Regions from separate parts of the Zea mays genome. Here region 2 is linked to region 1. A link is a contact called in public Hi-C data. All regions are on one chromosome and are shown on one strand. Each heading gives the region's core, a stretch centred on a gene start, on an enhancer-like site or on the middle of the called end of the contact. The rest is flanking DNA. Distances are from core to core; before and after follow the strand shown.

What was found. Hi-C and Micro-C count contacts between places; a contact is called where the count stands out from the background.
Region 2: a Hi-C map of ear shows a contact between it and region 1, with 3 times the contacts expected there. The contact joins the promoter of LOC100216997 here to the promoter of LOC100284277 in region 1. A contact is called at or near these places in 2 of 25 Hi-C or Micro-C datasets (ear and tassel).

The regions. Positions count from the first base shown.
Region 1 is chr6:89,056,757-89,060,062 of Zm-B73-REFERENCE-NAM-5.0, forward strand. LOC100284277 (zinc finger, C2H2 type family protein) reads left to right here and starts at 1,678. Exons shown (of 1, transcript NM_001157172.2): 1 at 1,678-3,086. The coding sequence starts at 1,769. The coding sequence ends at 2,983.
Region 2 is chr6:89,614,122-89,617,427 of Zm-B73-REFERENCE-NAM-5.0, forward strand. LOC100216997 (putative protein kinase superfamily protein) reads left to right here and starts at 1,798. Exons shown (of 4, transcript NM_001348786.1): 1 at 1,798-2,302; 2 at 3,036-3,180. LOC109940459 reads left to right here. Exons shown (of 1, transcript XM_020539990.1): 1 at 1-601. The coding sequence ends at 601.

The DNA.
Region 1 (3,306 bases), core at 428-2,927:
GCCTCCCAGGCACGTGCGCCGGCCACCCAGTACACTTTCTCTCTCCCGTTGAACCACCTGTGCTGGCCAGGACTCGATCGAGGTGCCCCATGGCGGAACGCCGGTCCCCCCGACCATGACTGCCACGCCCACACCCAAATTAACGCAGAGGAAAAGGGGGCTTACCAGTGCGCGGTACAGACGAGGCCGCACGAAGACGACGCGAAGCCTTCGCCACGCGACGCGAGCTTCACCGGGACTGCACCGTCGACCAGCCAATTCGTCCGCCCCGGCTGAACGCAGATGGTTTCCCGCCCGAAGACCGCCACCCACGGTCCCAAGCACACGCGCTAGTGCTTTCCTGTCTCCCTTCTCTCTCTCTCTCGGCGAGTACGATAGAGAACTATCACCGCGGCGCTGCTATGGCTCGAGATACAGAGCGGGGAAGCGGCGGCCGGGCCTTAAATCGAGGCGCCCAGCATTCGGTTGGCGCAAATCTGGGGAGCCGCGCGAAGGGGAGGGTCGTGACCCGGTCGGCGCGGCGCTTCTTGCGCGATGACGATGGACGGAAGCATGACGGTGGACGAACGGGTCCACACGCAGTGAGGACGAGCGCGCGAGAGACGAGTCCGCGCAGTGGGGTCCTCAAGTCAGCACACCCACGCGCGCGTGAGGGGCTGACGGCGCGTGCCCGCCTGTCGGCGCCCGCGACCGCAGTCTGGGCCGAAATCAGGCGTGGCGGCCCAAGAGCACAGTTTTCCTTTTGTTTTTTTCCTTTTTCCTTTTTCTCTATTTTCAGATCCAATTTGAGTTTAAATTTAAACTTTGTGCAAACTTTATCCTCAGATTATATTGTGACTTTAAAAATACCAATTTTTAGAAATATAATTACATACATATTATTTATTTATTTTCGTATCATTTCTCTTTTCTCCTTTTTCCTCAAATCTTTAGGGATTTGTTTTCCAATTAGGGGTTAAATTCTATGGAGCCATTAATACTTTGTTAATGAAACATTTATTTTATTATTTACAAATGCGCAATCAAATAAAACTTGGCATGATGCATGATTTGTCTAGGTGTCTTTGGTTATTTAATCCCTTTTTGGATGAAGTTTATTCACATGCGATAGTACGTCTAGTCAACACACACAAGGTCATTACTTCTTATGAATTACAATTCTGGGTATTACAGATAATGAGCTCTAAGCATCTCAATTAGACCATATTATGAACTCAATGTTTGGCCTCAGTTGCATAAAAAACTAGAGTAATGGTTATGGTATCCAAACACCCTCTATAAAACTCATAAGTTTCTAACTACTCCCTCTATCCAAAAAATATAATTTATTTTAGACTAATTACATATTTATTAAGCAACCTATAAATGAGGTACCCATGTATGTCTATATTCACTATCGTTTGAATGACGTGAACAGAAAAATAGGCTAGAAGGAAATATATTTTGGGACGGGGAGAATATTTCTCTAATTTTCCCTTGTTTTCTTTACCAATAACTTTATATACCAACCATAATTTACTAATTTCCCTTTGTTTTTCTTTACGAAGGTTGAAGAATTATTATTCTTAGATGGAAACGCAGCATCTCTCGCAAAAACATACTTGCTGAAAAAAGAAATAAAAAAGATTATCCTGTTTTCTCCAATGAAGGGTCCGTCGTCTTCTTTCTTCAATTTTCACTCCCACAATCAGCACACTCGCTAGCCAAATCCGAGCGCTGGCTCCCCAGTCCCCAAGGGTGGCTCTTCCAGCCCAGCGCCACCGCAACCATGCCCCATGTCCTCTCCTTCCTCCACCTCCACCTCCCGCTCAACACTGCCCCTTTGCATTCCTTCCGAGTCCATCGCACTCGCCACTCCCACCCTCACCTCTCCCTCCGTACTCGGCGCGCCTCAGCGACGGCGGCGGCCGCCGAAGCAGAGAACCCGTCCGCATCGGCGGACGTCGAGATGGTCCGCGGGCGGGACGGTGTTTGGACGGCGCGGTCCCCAACTGTGGTGGTCCTGTGGGATCTCGACAACAAGCCCCCGCGCGGGCCGCCGTTCCCGGCCGCAACCGCCCTCATCGGCGCCGCCTCTCTCCTCGGCCGCGTCGTCTCGATTTCGGCCTTCGCCAACCGCCACGCCTTCTCCCACCTCCCTGGCTGGGTCACCGCCGAGCGCCGCGCCCGCCGCGCCCTCGACCGCTCCGAGCGCGCGGGGGTCGTCGTCCCTTCCGTGCCCTACTCCTGCTCCGTCTGTGGCCGGCGCTTCCCTACCCGCCCCGATCTCACCCGCCACTTCCGCCAGCTTCACGAGCGCGAGCGAAACAAGAAGCTCTCCCGCCTCCGCTCCCTCAAGGGCAAGAAGCGGCAGAAGTTCCGCGAGCGGTTCATCACCGGCAACACCAAGTACGAGGATGCCGCGCGGGAGCTCCTCACCCCCAAGGTAGGGTACGGGCTTGCCTCCGAGCTCCGGCGCGCGGGCGTCCACGTCCGCACCGTCCCCGACAAGCCGCAGGCCGCAGACCACGCGCTTAAGCGTCAGGTGAAGCACTCCGTCGCCTGTGGCGTCGATTGGCTGGTGCTCGTCTCTGACGACTCGGATTTCACCGATACGGTGCGTAATGCACGCGCTGCCGACCTGAGGACGGTCGTGGTGGGCGACGGTTGCCGCGCTCTTGGCAAGGTTGCTGACATTTGGTTGCCATGGGACCGAGTTGAGAATGGGGAGGTTGATGAGGAGATGCTGAGGAGTTGCACGTTTTCAGAGTACCGAGAAGATCAGGGAACTGAGCGGGATGGGCAGTTCATAGGGGATTGGGATGCAGGTGACTTTGATGATGTTGTTGACGATATTGTTGGAACTAGAACCAGTTTGCTTGGAGCTACGACAATGTCTGCGTTTGCTGACGAGGACATTGCAGATGGCATATTTGGAGTTGAATTGACCGGGGATAACATGTTTTGGAGTTGTGACGATGAGGAAGAGGATGATTACTTGTGAGGTTCACATGTGTATTGAGCAGTAAACATTTAGGGCTTGTTTGCTTTTTCTTAATCCATGTGGATCGGATGATATTGGGTGAATTTAAATCCTAAACAAGTCAAAATTCTTCATAATTTTTTCCTAATCTTATTCAATCTACGTGTAATAGGAATAACCGAACAAGACCTTAAATGGATATATTCTTTTGTTTTATGTGGATGTGACGATCAATTGATGTTGCTAAAATTAGCAAACTATTGTAGAACTAGCCGCAAGATCATCTTCATTTGAAAATTAACTGGATCATGAATATTCGATCAGTTTGCATCAGTAGTTCACTT
Region 2 (3,306 bases), core at 548-3,047, 560 kb after region 1:
TGCTGAATTATACAGAATTAAGCTGCTTAATTCATCTCCATATTATGCTCAGGCCAATGGACAGGCCGAGTCTAGTAATAGGACATTGATTAATTTGATAAAAAAGAAGATATCTGATAATCCTAAACGTTGGCATAAGATTTTGTCTGAAGCTTTATGGGCTCATAGAATATCTAAACATAGGGCTACTAAAGTATCTCCTTTTGAGCTTGTCTATGGGCAGGAAGCAGTGTTGCCTGTGGAAATAAGTTTGAATGCTGTCAGGTTCGCCAGACAAAATGATCTAACTGCTACTGATTATTATAATTCAATGATGGATAATATTGATGAGGTGACCGACAAGAGGATGATAGCTATGGGAGCAATAGAAAAGGACAAGACCATGGTAGCCAGGGCCTACAACAAGAAGGTCAAAGCAAAATCATTTCAAGTAGGGGACCTGGTGTGGAAGACCATTCTGCCTCTAAGGAATAAAGACCGGAAGTTCGGGAAATGGTCGCCAAGCTCGGAGGGTCCTTATAAAGTAAAACAAGTGTTGTCTGGCAACGCCTATTTGCTACAAACATTACAAGGCAAGGATTTGCCTAAGGCTTTGAATGGGCGTTTCCTCAAACAATACCATCCTAGTATGTGGCAAGATGCCTAAGAGAACCGATGTAATCACATCGAGTTAGTTGCTTTTGGTTTGCTCAACTCCACCAAAAGGCAGGGGGCATATGTTGAGCACCGTTTTGAGCTGGCGGACGGTCCGGCCCTGAGGCCGGACGGTCCGCGGTCCGGACAGTCCGCGCCTGTGGGCCGGACGGTCCTCGCATGCGCAGAGCAGTTTAGGGTTCCAATTTTTGTGCTACGGTTGTTAGCTATATTCGTGAAATTAGCTCGGAATCAGTTGTGTAAAGGGTCCAGCCTCCCTCCTCTATAAATAGAGAGGTCTACGACCGATTTGGAATCATCAATCGAATCAATACAACTTCTATTCGCATTTATTTTCAGTACAATTAGGAGTAGTTCTAGTCTAGTTCTAGTTTAGCCTCTCGATCCCCAAATTCTTCGCCTCTCTTCGACTCTACGCCGATTAGAGGAGTCTAGGTCGGCCGGCCCGAGCCTAGACAACCCCTAGGATCTCTCCTCCCCGACGGGGTCCCTCCCGGGAGCGAGATCCAGGCGCCGCCGGCGATCTTCCGCCGCCCCTGCGTACGCGCGGACCGTCCGGCCCAAGGGCGCGGACCGTCCGGCCGTCAGGCAGGAGCCCTAGCCTTGCATCAGGTCGCGGACCGTCCGGCCCCTGCGTGCGGACCGTCCGCCCCTGTGCAGAGAGCACCGCAGCGCCTCTCACCAGGCCGCGGATCGTCCGGCCCCTGCGCGCGGACCGTCTGCCCCTGTGCAGAGGGCACCGCCACAGTTCTTGTTGAGTGTTTGGCGCTCCAAAAAGGCGTCAACAGTCGGTTTCATTTATTTTGAATGTTGTCATCTTATGGAATTGAAGATATCATCCTGAGTGGTAATATGACCAGGAAGGTGATCATATCCAGTTCATCCCTCATTCATCCATCATCACGAAACAAACAAGAAATGGTGCAACTTCAACCCACTTTAACCCTATAATCAAACAAGAAACTAGGTTCAATCTGTCACTGAAACCAAACAAAGAACGAATCTGACTTAACCCAGAAAAATAGGTCGGCTCCGACTCAATCCACGCCGTTCCAAAAACCAAACACATACTATTCAATTTTTGAATAGCAAGAAGATTCCTCCATGTAGATCATCTCGTGATCTCCTATCACTAAACCTACTGTGGTTGGAAAACCGAAGCATTTATCGTATGCAATCCACACGAAAAGTAAACCTATCGGAATTGCTCCGCGTACGGCGTACCACACCACCACTACACTCCAGGGTTGGCACCGCACGGCAAGCCGCAAGCGGCGGCGTGGGTTGCCGAACCCCAGTCCCCCAATCGGCGTCGGCGCGTGGGAATCGTCAGAAAAACGCGACGAACAGCCGAACCGGTCACACCGAAAGCGCAGTTGCGAGGCTGTTCTCCGTTGTCACGTTTCTGCCCGCATCTCCCCTCCACCGTCCTCTAGGCTCTAGTATTCTAGTCCTAGTCCCCCACCGGCCACCACCAGGCACCACGCCAGCCAGCCCCACCACTCCATCCGAGTCAGAGTCTTCGGCTCCAAGCCGCCCCACTGTTCCTCCTCGACTCCAAGCACCGCGCCGGCAGCGTGAGGAGAGGGCTGTCGCGGGCCGCCCGCAGGCTCCTCTGCTGCGGCAGGGCCGCCTCCCCGGAGGACCTGTAAGTCGCCGGCTCCTTGGCCTGCCTCCCCGCTTGCGTTGCTGTATCTTTTGTGTTTCTGGGCTTGTCTGGGTTTCGCTGAAACTGAAATCCACCGCGATGTGTGAGCGCGGCGCTTGGTGTTGGTGTGGACAGATGTTTGGGTGGTTCGTCAGGAGACACCACGGAATTCCGCGCGCCTGGCTGCTCGGTTCCCGGCGTTTTTTTCTTCGATGTTTTGAACACGCCGGATGCCACCTGGAAGGTTCCAAGTTTTTGTTCATATTAGCTCGTTTCTTGTTTGGGTTCATGTTAATTTGCCCAATTCTAAAGGGCGGTGCAAAATTTAACTGATTGGGGGCTCCAATTTGGTGGAAAGTAGACATGTTGTTTGGTTTCGGAGCTACTGTTTGTACAAGCGATGCCATTGAGGTGAAATTAGTAGGGATTTGGGCGCTCCGATTTTTGTTGTTTGTTCAGTGACACCAAGACCAAGGGAAAGGTTTAAACTTTGGTGGCAGACGATGTCATTTTTATTCGGTTCCTCAACTTTGGAAATAACTATGAAACATTGTGGAAATTTGGCATGTTGGTCTTGTTTGATGAACCATCCTAAAGTTTAAGATCGATTTTCTATGCTCGGATTAGGCAAAATTGTTCTAGGGGCACAGGGGGTTTGTATCAGTGGAACTGGTTGGAAGGTCAGTTGATAGTAGCTCATGCTCATCATGTATATAATTGCTTTGCTTTCCAGATCTGATGAAGGAAGTGGATCATTGAGGTGGGTGTTCTCATTGAGAGAGCTTCGATCAGCAACAAACAGCTTCAATTACGATAACAAGATTGGAGAAGGGCCACTTGGGAGTGTGTATTGGGGACAAGTTTGGGATGGTTCTCAGGTTTCTGCTCCGTACATCTTCACCCTTGCTGTGAATTTAACTTTCAACTTTGTTGCCTGCCACTTCTCGCCCAGTCACAGTTACTTTACACATGCAAATATTTTATCGGTACCTATCTCACTAAAT